Regions from separate parts of the Mus musculus genome. Here all the other regions are linked to region 3. The links are chromatin contacts, called in public HiChIP or PLAC-seq maps. All regions are on one chromosome and are shown on one strand. The core of a region is the stretch at or near the end of the contact, and the rest is flanking DNA. Distances in the headings are between cores, read along the strand shown. Region 1 holds the start of Camsap2 (calmodulin regulated spectrin-associated protein family, member 2). Region 2 holds the start of Zfp281 (zinc finger protein 281). Region 3 holds the start of Lad1 (ladinin). Region 4 holds the start of Kif14 (kinesin family member 14).

Region 1 (2,771 bases), core at 51-2,550, 530 kb before region 3:
CCTTATTGGGTTCAAGGAGGAGTGTTTCTGGGGATTAAACAGAAATCAAAAGGGAGGGGCTTGCTCCTGGAGCTGCCCTTTTCGATAGTAGGGATCAAAACGCCTCCCCTCATGTTTCATATGTCTCCCATCTTAACGGCTGATGATAATAGGGAGGCCCTAGTCGTACAAAGTAAGATAGTTCTGGGTTCAGACTGTGACTATGCCTTTACTATATCTGCAATTTAAGAGGCTTTTCTGACTCTTAGCTCTCTCATCTGTAAAATGAAAACCACCCAGGATTACATAAATTAAAATCAGATGTGTTAAAACAAGAAGTGGGGAATTAGAAAGTTAACCAAACTCGGTGTTAACTACAGTAACATTCTCCCTTTGACCCTAGACATTGATAGAGCAACTACTGTGAGGTTTAGCATCATATAGGTGTCAGAGACAAGGCAAGTCAGCTTGAAAGCTAAAGACAGTTGGTGGTTGGAATGCAGTGTGACAAGTTATGACATAAAGGACATACATTGCTCTGGAATCAGTTCTGCACGGGAAGTTGGCAGTATCAGGGAAGGCTTTCTGGAGGGAGTGACTACTGTGGACAGAGACCACAGAGACAGGCAGCGCACAGCTCTGAGAAAGCATACCCATGTGGGGGAACGGAGAGAGTTCTGGCAAGACGAACTGCGACAAATCATAATTGTGGATGTTCTTTGTGGAAGGGTTTATGTTTCTTTCTACGAGGAAACAGAAGGTACCAAAAAACCGGATCCTTCACTTAGAAAACTTAAGTGGGGAGTATCAAGTTAAAACGTCATGACGTGAAATGTATACAGCTTTGGAGAGTTTAAACCTGACCTTCAACCCTGGTTAAACCCCATGGGTGACTTAAGTTACTGCATCCCTCCATAATTTCGTGGTCAACCAGCTGTATCACCTCTCTCAGGGTTACTGCAAGGATTAAATGGGTGTGCAAGGCAAATTCTCAGCAATACGCGTGTGACATAAGCAGCATTTGAAACAAATATCAATTCTCTTGGCTGAACCACGTGTAGCGGGAGGAGAAAAGCCTCTCCTCTCCCTTTCTTTCCTTCCCTCGTCCAGCAGTGTCGGCGGCAGCAGCCCAAAGCTGCGGATGTACAGAACGTCCAATCCAGCGGGCACTGTGCTGATTAATGGATAGGGGCGCGGAGCCCATCGCGGGCGGCAGCGAGGCTGGGCATGCTCAGTGCGCATGGCGGCGCAAGACAGCGGCGGGGGCGGGGCCGGGCGCGCCAGGCGCATGCTCAGTGTTCCCATCTGCTCTTTCCATCCAGTGCCGCAGCCGGAAAACCGCAGCGACGGCGGCGGCGGCGGCTGAAGGGGAGCGAGGCGTCCGGCCACGGGAGGGGTAGCGGAAAATACGAGGACAAGCCCGATAAGGCAGGAGCCGAGGGCCCGTGATTTGATTTGCGGCCTCCCCCAGGCCGCTGCCTTGGCCCTGAGCTGCGCCGAGGAGGCGGGCGGCGGCGATCGGAGCGCCGGAGAAGCGCCGGGCCGCGGGCGGCTCGCGCGCTGCAGCGATTCTGACGTTTTCCGCGGCGGGTCCCGCGGCCCGAGGGGCGGCCGTGAGTGAGGCGGGGCGTGCGCGCTCCGCCATGGCGGGGACACTGTCCGCGACGTGATCGTCCAGGCTGCCCCCGCCCGAGCATTCCGGGCCCTCTCAGCCGCCACCCTCCTGCGAGCCCGTGTGACTAAACGGAGACAAAGGGGAGGCGGAGGGGCAGACCCGGGCCGGAGCGAGCGCGGCCGGGTGCCGCCTCACGTCTATGCCCGGGGCCGCGGCGGCTCCCGCGGGCGGCGGACTCGCGACGAGCACAGCTGAGCTTTTCCGTGCCCGGCGCCCGGGAGGGCCGCGACCGGCGCGGACGATCTGAACTCCTCTCTCCGCCACACCATGTGAAGGCCGTCGTCCCTCCATCCCAACCAGCCGCCGTGAAAGATGGGGGATGCTGCAGACCCGCGGGAGATGAGAAGGACGTTCATTGTTCCAGCCATCAAACCCTTTGACCACTATGACTTCTCCAGGGCCAAAATCGCCTGCAATCTGGCCTGGCTGGTGGCCAAAGCCTTTGGGACAGGTAAGTGGTGTCGTCCCTTTCCTCTTCCTCCCGATGCTGTCCACATCCCAGTTTTTGTTCCTGATTCCAGCCCCCTCCCCCATGTGTATCTTCCGGTACAGGTTTAGGGAGATGACGGGAGACGAGCTCTAGGAGAAAGAAAGAAGGCAGGTTTGGTCTTAAATGAGGTGCCCTTGACTGACGCGGGAGGGGTTGACCGGGTTCCTTTTATTGAATAGCGTGTGTCTAAATTCCGCGAGCAAATTATCGTGTTTTCCCAAAATGGCTCTAATGTGTGGTGTTTTCCTTATTATCTTGCATACGTTTCCCTTTCGGTCATAATTGTGGTTACCATACCAAGAAATCTGAGCTTATTACTGGAAGAAGGTGGGGTACTATATTGATCTTGACATTTGTAATGGTGGTTGCTAGTCAGGCTATGTAGGATGAAAGGTGGTCAGTGTTGAAGTGCAGTATCTTTTGTAGGCGTTCCTTACTCCTCTCACAGCCTTTCATACACATTCCAAATTCTCGTTAAGCCACCCATTAAAACCACTTTTAGTTTTCTGACTGGATAGTGCTTTTTCACTTAATGTCACTGAGGCATATTTCCTTTTCCAAATGTATTTTGACGTCATAAAATCAGATAAACAACCCCTCCTTCCTTTGAATTTTTCTTTTTTGAAG
Region 2 (2,919 bases), core at 305-2,804, 810 kb before region 3:
ACAGCCAGGTTACCCATACTGTTATGGTTTGATGACCCAGGTTCTGCACTAGCGGCTCCTTTTGCTATGGCTTCACCACACGTGCGCCTGTGCTTCAACAATCTGTCAGTCCTTGAAAAATACTGTTGGCAAGTGTCACACTTGTATGGCTTTTCTCCACTATGTGTCCTCTTGTGTCTCTCCATATGGTACTTCTGAATAAACTTCATGCTGCACTGATCGCACCCAAAGGGTTTCTCTCTGCTGTGAATTTTCTCGTGTCTCTGCAGTAGGTATTTCTGGATGAAACCCATACTACACTGGCTGCACTGGAAAGGCCTTTCGCCCGTGTGGATGAGGACATGTCTCCGCAGGTGGTAGGAGCTCCTGAAAGCAGCACTACAGTGATCACAGATATGAGGTTTCTGACTTGGGGACAGGACGGCACCTTCTCCCTCTCCAACCAAAGGTTTGGAAGATGCACTTGGCTTCCTCTTGGCTTTGATTCCCTGAGATTCTGGCTTTGGCCTCTTTGCCTTTTTGACGTTAGCGTCCTGCTTTGGCTCCTGGTTGCCGTGCTCATCAGTCCTGCTACCGCTGCTCAGTAATACATCGCGGTGGTGCTGGGCCGGTTGCTGCTGGGCATGCTGGTGCAGAAGACTGAGGTCTTGGATGACGCCGTGGCTCCCCCCTTCCCCTCCTCCTAGGCCTGGTGATCGCTCTTCAGCCCCAGCGAACAGCCCCCCATAGTGGTGGTGGTGATGGTGGTGGTGGGACGGCTGCTCCTCGGGATCCGCAGGTTTCTCCTGCTTGATGCTCACCAAGGACTGCAAGAATCCCCAGGAGGTCCTCTGCGAAGGGAAGGCCGCGGCTGACGCCGCCGGCTCCTTCTTGAAAGTCATGTCCGGGGCTGGCGGAGGGGGGGGCTCAGCGGCCGGGGCTGCGGAGGTAGAGGAGGATAACACGCACTGCGGGGGAGGGGCGGCCGTCCCCGCCGGCCGGGTGAAGCTGGTGACCGGGGGAAGCCGGTGGTTGAACATAACCATACTCTGGGGGAAGGTGGGCTCCATCTCTGCTCTCCTGCCGCCGCCGCTGCCGCCGCTGGCGCTGCCGGAGCTGCCGCCGGAGCCGCTACCACCGCTACTGCTGGGACCGCCGCCGCCGCTAAGGAACCCGCTGCCGATTTTCATACCCCGGAGGAGGCCTGGCTGCGGAGAGGAGGGAGAGGAGGGAAGAGGGGGAACGGCGGTAGGGCCGGGCCCCGGGCCGGGACCACCGCAGCGTTTGGGACCCGCCGCGCCGCCGCCCAGCCCGCACCGCGCCCGGCTCCCGTCCGCAGCCCCGCCGCCTCCGGCCCGGCGCGCTCGACCCCGCGGCCTTCTTGGCCGCTCCCGCGCCCGCCCCGGCCCGCCGGCCACACTTACGGGTTCCGCCGCCGCCGCAGCCGCCGTCGCCTCCAGTTAATAAAAATAACGCCGTCCTCTCCACAATGGAATTAAAAGCCTCCCCGCTTCTGCGCAGCCGCGGCGCGGTGTCTGCCGGGAAGTCCTCGACCGGACCAGAGGGGCGCTCGGCGAGCCCCGTGCGCCTGCGCCTCAGTTTCCGCCTGGCTAGCCTGTCAATCAAGCGGGCGGTTGGGCGGAGCTGCTGGGGGCTAGGTGGGAGGGGCGGGGACTTGGAGGCGGACAGCGGAGGGTCTTCCGCAGCGAGGGGACGTGATTGGTGGCCCTGCTGAGGGGCAGACAGTGGCTGAGGGTTTCTAGGGAGAAGGCGCTCCGGAGGTGGAGCCCAAGGGGCGGGAAGTCCGGGGACGCCAGGAGAGCGTGTTGCAGCGTGGCGTGGGAGCTGCAGAGGAAGGGGTTAGGGAAGGTGGAGACACTGAAAACTGAACATTGGCATTTGGTTCACTTTAGTGTTTGCAATCCAAGTATTGAATCAAAATCAAACAGAGAATAGGATTCCTTAAGGTACTTGTGATTCTGCCTGAAAGCTTTAAACTCGTAACGGTATTGATTACAGATAGCTTTTACTCCTTTTCAGAATGGAGACAGCAATAACGCTTGTCTTTGCCTTTATTGAAGGAGCCTTTGAGACTGCCATAGAGGAGGGACCGCTGCAGAAAATTGTCTCAGTGCCAGCCTACCTGAAGGCTACGCAAAGGGAAACCACGTGTAATCCCAGGTGCAGCTGTCCTGTAAAACACGCCCACACACACTTCATCATCAGATGGTATTTAAATGCCACGTACTTTCTCAGTTGTCTGAATTTGCTTATTACGTTGAATACTAACTAGCCTCAAATACTGGCCATCGTTCTTGTTTAAAATCTCTGTTAGGATACATACCCCACTCTCCCAACCCCTCCAGTATAGAATACCTAGAAACTTGAAAAGTTGTTCCTTATTCAGTTGGGGGAAATTAGATAAAATCTTGAAATTAAAAGTTCTATCGACAAAACCAAATAGATATTAATTTAGTGCCTAATAATGTATAAAAGGCATTCACAGCGAGCATGCAAAAATCTAAACCAGCAACTTTCCTAGGTGTATTTATACACCACAGACTTTTTAATAAAAAGACCTGGAGAACAGTTATTTACATAGTGTGTTTTCTTAAAGAAATCACACGTCCATATTCTCATAGTGTTTCTCGAGATGACTTCTTGTAATAACTTCCTTGAGAAATTTTGCAATTAAAGCCATAGCGGTGTATTGTTTACCAACACAGGCCTCTCTGAGCCTGCCCAGAAACCTTAAAACTGTATTTTATGAATAGTTTCATGAGGCATTGTATCTTCCTAGCCCCATGGAACTACAGTTAAATTATTTCCTGAAACTACCAGGTATAGCTAAGCGTTGAACACTGAAAATTCAAAAACTTCAGACAGTAATAAAATATTAGTCAGTGCCAGTGAGAAATGAGGCTGTCCCTGTACTCAGGG
Region 3 (2,713 bases), core at 201-2,700:
CTGAAAGACTCTGATGCCCTCAGGGAGGTGCTGAGGGGCAGCAGCTCTCAGTGTGAGAGATGCCTTGATAGGAGGTGGTACCCATACTGGGCTGCACCTGCAGTCGTAGCTCCGACCCCACAAAAGACCTGAAGACTGAAAGCCCACTTGAGAGAAGCCAAGAGGCCAATTTTACCCTGACTGGAACCTGAGGAATAGAAAGGACAGGGCTCTGGCCGGAGCCTCTGTTACCTTTAGGACAAAGGATGCCTTCCCAGTTAGGGACTCAGTGTGAGGAATTGGAAGAACGGATGCTCATTCCAACACTTCTGGAGAGGGAGGGGCAGCTCCAAGAGGAGCCACAAAGAGAGGGGCGGCCTCCTAGATACTGACCCCTCCTAGGCTTCTCTGACCCTGATAGGCTGTCCAGCAGGCAGAAATGGCAAAGATATTCTCTGACCCATTGAGATTCACAAACACAGATTGTAGCGCAGACAAGGATAACATCTTACCTCAAGTGGCATAGATACCACTCCAAATGTTGTGCTCAGAATTTGAGCCTCTCTTTGGGATGGGGTGGGGGTGCTACTTTCTCTGATTCTATTCACACACCCGGGTTCTGTTGACTCCATAAGGTGGGGCTAAAGGACACTTCCCAGATCCATTCTAAAACTCTTAACAGAGGCGCAGAGGCTGAGGGTCCGCTCAAGAATAAGTCTTGGGGTAACTCTTGAATTTTCCCAGCCCCCTAAAACGGTCCCTTGCCCTCACAGACAGTAGCACCCTGGGCTGTCCAGGCTGCGGAAAAGCCTTACCCTAAACGTACTGGTTAAGACCTAAGGGGACAGGAAGCTGAGAAGGAGCAAGGAGACCACCCGCTCTGTCACCTAGGGGGACCAGAGTTTGGTCTCAATTCTATCCCCACCGAAAAGCAACAAGACCAGTGTCTCACTTCGTCCGGAGAGCAGGCCTGTGTCTGGGAGAGGAGATCCGAAGGGGCACAGCTCCCACCCCCCAGCCTCGGGCCACCCGGCCCCTGTGGCTGCACTCACCTGGACAGCGCGGACCAGTCCTTTCTGCTGACCGACATGCTGCCGAGCCCCACGGCCGCCGCGTGCCGAGCTCCCTGCTCCGCCGCTCACCTGCGGCCCCTCCCCGCGCCAGGTAGGGTCACATGGCCGCTTATCTCAGCCCGGCTCGGCCCCGCGCCGCCGCGCTCCCATTCGCCGGCCGGAGGAGCGGCCTCTGAGGTGTGGGCGTCCCAGACAAAGCCGCGCTGATCACCGCTGGGGCGGGTCTCCCGCGCGGCCGCTCTGCGGGACGGTCGCACCGAGCTGCGGGCTGCACCCACGCCGGGGCTAGCGCGGGGCTGCTCTGCTGCCCCGGGCGAGGGCGGGAGACTTCCTGCTCAGAACCAGTTGGACCAGCTCGGCGCCGGCCCGCGTCTTCCCTGGGAGTCGCGGTCCAGAGTGCCAGGGAGTCGGGGAGGGGGTTGGGGGGAGGACGGAACCCAAAGATCGGGGTCAGGCTGAGCTCGCTGCCTGGAAATCGACTTAGCCGGCAGAAACCCAAGAGCTGGAAGGCAGGGAGAAAGGTTAGATCAGGTACCGTAGTCTTGGGTGTAGAGTGCCTGCAACGGTGAAGAAGTAAGGGGCTCCTAGAAAACACCCCGGGGGTCAGAAACTACCTGAAAGACTCGGCTTAGATAAGCAGACACTGCGTAAGAAAACCAGCCCCTCCTCAAAGGAGCTGAGACTCAAGCCCGCCAAAATAGAGTGGACACCGCTATGAAAAACCATATGCGCCAAAAGCACGGTCCTGTTCCTTGATACCCCACAGGTGTATAACTGTGTCGTAGGAAGAGGGTCCATAAGTAACTGAGATTAATACTGCAATAACCTGAGGCAACTCGGACACCACCCGTGGGAACCCGTGGGAACCCGTGGGCGAGCGCAGCACCAGCTGCTTTCCACTCGGGAACCTACCTCCTTACTGAATGTGTAAGGTCAGATACCTAGATGGGGAATTTTATTTTCCTTGAAAGATCAGAAATGGAATCAATAGCTGCTACTGGCACTGTTCAGAGAAGGCTGGGGTGCTGCCCAGCACACAGGATGGGATGTCAGAGTCTGGCCTGATTGCCTCTCGAGATCTACCTGCCTCTGCCTCCTGAAAGCTGAGGATGCTGGAATTAAAGGCAGGAGCCACCACTTCGAGCTGGAGGGGCCATTTTTGTAATCTACAAAGGAAACGAAGAAGGGGATGGGGGAGGAGTGTGTAATCAAAGGTGACACTGAACAGGAAGTGGGGTTAGCAAGAGCTTTGGGAAGCTGAACTGTGGGCCCAGAAGTGATTCACATACCTCTGCCCGATGTGAGAGGAACTGGGATTCAGGACAAGGATTCCAGAGTCAGGGATTCAGGTCAAGGGACAAGGATTCCAGAGGTCTTAGGGAGGAAGTTGACCAGAGACCAACAGAGGGTTTCTTGCCATTTGGACCTTATGATACTCCATTTGGGGACCTGTCTCCATATGGTCAAGCTGTCAACTGCATTCAACACCCATTTGAATTAAAGGTTTTAGAAAAAGCTGTCCAATAGTTCATTGGATGTTGGTGTGGGAGCTCGGAGAGACTTGGCACTGTGCGCCCCGTAGCCCATGGACAGGGGATGAGTGGGAAAGAGGAGGGAGGGAAGTTTCAATAACATGGAGTTGGAATCTGTGTCCATGTCCT
Region 4 (2,768 bases), core at 53-2,552, 650 kb before region 3:
CCGCCACGGTCACCTGACTGTTCTCTACTTTTAAGGAGTCTGGCTCTGTAAAGGTCTTCTGAACTAGACTGTTTTCTTCTGGAGGGAGTGTGCTTTCTCGTGAGCTTTCCCTTTTATTTGCAAAAAGAGAACTTTTGGGCCTCGGTTTAACTCGAGGGCTTGCAATCCTGTTTTTCAGTGTGGATAAAGCTGGGCTTTTCGGTGGAGGCAGGTCATGCCTTGGTGTCCATCTGTGTTCTGGGACACATTTTACCGGGGTCCTCGATTCTGAGCTCGCGCTTCTGAATGTACTGCCATGTTTCGGGATGTCCTTCCCATTGTTTTTCGGTGTGGATAAAGCTGGGCTTTTCGGTGGAGGCGGGTCATGCCTTGGTGTCCATCTGTGTTCTAAAACACATTTCACTGGGGTTCTTGTATCTGAGCTTCCAAATGTACCGACTTGTTTAGCAGTGTCCTTGCCAGCATTCCCACGGTGTGAGTTTCTTCCTCCTGACACTGGGGTATCAGACTTGCTCTCGGTCAGTTGCACCACTAAGTGTCCTGATCTCATAGCTTCAGTCTGACGCTGGGAACCCACAGGCGCTCTACTGTTTGTGTCCTTAACTGTCACCTTTTCATTAGAGGCACCAACGGGAGGACCTGGGTCTTTGCATCTCGTCAACCCGGTGTCGTTGGAGTCTTTCACGGAGACGACAGACGACAGGACACGGGTATCATTATTTACACCCTTTGCTTCTGTCCTCGATGCCTGGGAGGCAGAGTCACTTCCTGGGTTACCTCCCACAGGATTCAATGTCTCCCACTTTCCCACATAATCCGCTCTACCGTGCCGCCGTTGTAACCTAAGACTTGTGTCTGCTGTTCTTCTGTTTCCCAACTCACTTCCAAGTAAAGACGACTCTCTGTCCCCACAAGTAGCCCTTCTCTGGAGGCTCAGTCTCCGGGGGTCAGAGGTAACAGGAGTCTCTCTTGTTTTTTTACAGGCAGAGATAACATAAGTGCTATTTATGTCGATGGTTTTACTTCCAGCATTCACGAATGGATCATGATTCTCACACTCTGACATATCTGCCTTCAAGTGCAGTTCCAGCCGGCTGCTGTGGACGAGGCCACTGGATGCTGAAATCTTCTGTGAAGAAGAAACCTCCAGGCTTCCGATGTTGTGTCTGCTATGCGAAGTGTGTACTGACATCTTGGCAGCAAGCGATTTTTAAGAGGATGTGAAGGATCTAAGCCCTTCAGATCCTTGTCGGGGTGCTGGGCATTTTGTTCTTTTCAGTTTCCAACAAAATATCTGGCCGACTACAAAAAATGAAAAATAAAACGGTTACTACAAACTTTAAAAAGAGAGAGATCTTCCTACTACAGAAGCAAACTCTCAGAGGATGCATTGGACTAAACCACTTCCCACTGCACCTCCACACAGCCTCCTACAATCTCCACCCTCGAAGGACTTCACTTGTTATTCAACAAATATCTACTGAGGGTTCCCTTAGGAGCAAGGCACCCACAGACACTGCAGACTTCAAAGACAGGACCTCCCCATCCTTATTTCCTCAGCTTAGAAGGAGCTTACAGGTGACCTTAATCTCAACAAAGTGATTCAAGAAAGGTCAACACCTGTATGTCAGCATACTTTAAGTGCCCCCAGCTTGGAATCATAGCATCTAGTCTGATTAGTCTGCAGCAAAGTAGGTTTCTGAACACTTGTCAATGTATCCTAAATACAAGAATGCCTACAGAGGAGTTTAACACGATGTCACAAAGGAGGCTACTCTTAAGAAAGTACCACAGACATTATACACTACAAACTGCGTGTGTAGCCAGGTGTGATGGTCCGTGCCTGTGATCCCAGCCTTAGAGAGGCCGAGGTGAGAGACTGGAACTTTCAAGGCCAGCCTGACACTGTCACCGATGCCCACACCCCCTCAAGTTAGACAACTACACTATCTGTCACTTCTTCATTATACAACAAACTAGACAGGCATGCGTTTACACACATATAGGTAAATATAGGCCAACAATATCTGCCAGGCATTATCTAAAACAGAACAGTGCAAATGCCACTCTTCGTCATGCTCCTTAAATGGACGTAAACAACTCTTTAAAATTGAATTCCTGAGTCTACCTTACAAAATGTCACTGATTCAAACTATTTGGACATTGTTACAATCAAGGAACAAATTACCAGAAGCTCATTTTTAAAAGTTTGACAAAGAGACATTGTAGGAAGAAAGAAAGAGTTCGAGTATAAGCATCTCCCGCTAAACTTTCAGTGAAAATACAGAACCCTCCCAATATGAGGTGAAATTAGGGACAATATATCTTTGTCTTAGAAACTAAAAGCCATTTGCTCTTTGCATAGATCAACATGATTTTTGTTTGCAGAATTTCGGCCATCAGATCTCCAAGAGGACTGGAAGGAAGACAAGAGAAGTCGGTCACGACCACAGGCCGAGGCTCCTGGCGACTCTGGCAGTCTTGCCAGGCTGTGACAGTGTACCTGGACCCCTCCAGTTCGCCGCTCCACGCTCCGCGGCGCTGTTCTCGGCTTCCGGGTGGACAGAGCGACGCCCCGCGCCCCTTGCCCGGGACCCTCGGACTAAAGGGGACCGAGCCGCACCACCCACCCAAGCACCCCGGCCTGCTGGGCAAACACCGCAACGCTCTCAGCCCACCGGCTCGCTGGGCGAGCAACCTCAGCGCTCTCAGCTCGGAGGCGCTTCCCACTCCTAAGACCTCGACACTCACCATTCCCGGCACAGGCT

What was found. HiChIP or PLAC-seq counts read pairs in DNA pulled down with a chosen protein or histone mark.
Region 1: a contact with region 3 is called in a FOXA1 HiChIP or PLAC-seq map of pancreatic cancer cells. The contact joins the promoter of Camsap2 here to the promoter of Lad1 in region 3. A contact is called at or near these places in 1 of 39 promoter capture datasets (embryonic stem cells) and 3 of 115 datasets of contacts at active chromatin or transcription factors (embryonic stem cells, neural tube and pancreatic cancer cells).
Region 2: an H3K27ac HiChIP or PLAC-seq map of regulatory T cell precursor shows a contact between it and region 3, with 4 times the contacts expected there. The contact joins the promoter of Zfp281 here to the promoter of Lad1 in region 3. A contact is called at or near these places in 2 of 115 datasets of contacts at active chromatin or transcription factors (regulatory T cell precursor and thymic regulatory T cells).
Region 4: a contact with region 3 is called in an HNF4G HiChIP or PLAC-seq map of pancreatic cancer cells. The contact joins the promoter of Kif14 here to the promoter of Lad1 in region 3. A contact is called at or near these places in 1 of 39 promoter capture datasets (embryonic stem cells) and 1 of 115 datasets of contacts at active chromatin or transcription factors (pancreatic cancer cells).

Annotation. Positions count from the first base shown.
Region 1 is chr1:136,344,633-136,347,403 of GRCm38.p6, reverse strand. Camsap2 (calmodulin regulated spectrin-associated protein family, member 2) reads left to right here and starts at 1,300. Exons shown (of 18, transcript NM_001347109.1): 1 at 1,300-2,105. The coding sequence starts at 1,967.
Region 2 is chr1:136,623,536-136,626,454 of GRCm38.p6, reverse strand. It overlaps Zfp281 (zinc finger protein 281), which reads right to left and starts at 1,554. Exons shown (of 2, transcript NM_177643.4): 1 at 1,404-1,554; 2 at 1-1,183. The coding sequence starts at 1,169.
Region 3 is chr1:135,817,335-135,820,047 of GRCm38.p6, reverse strand. It overlaps Lad1 (ladinin), which reads right to left and starts at 1,450. Exons shown (of 10, transcript NM_133664.3): 1 at 1,032-1,450. The coding sequence starts at 1,069.
Region 4 is chr1:136,466,382-136,469,149 of GRCm38.p6, reverse strand. It overlaps Kif14 (kinesin family member 14), which reads right to left and starts at 1,302. Exons shown (of 29, transcript NM_001287179.2): 1 at 1-1,302. The coding sequence starts at 1,192.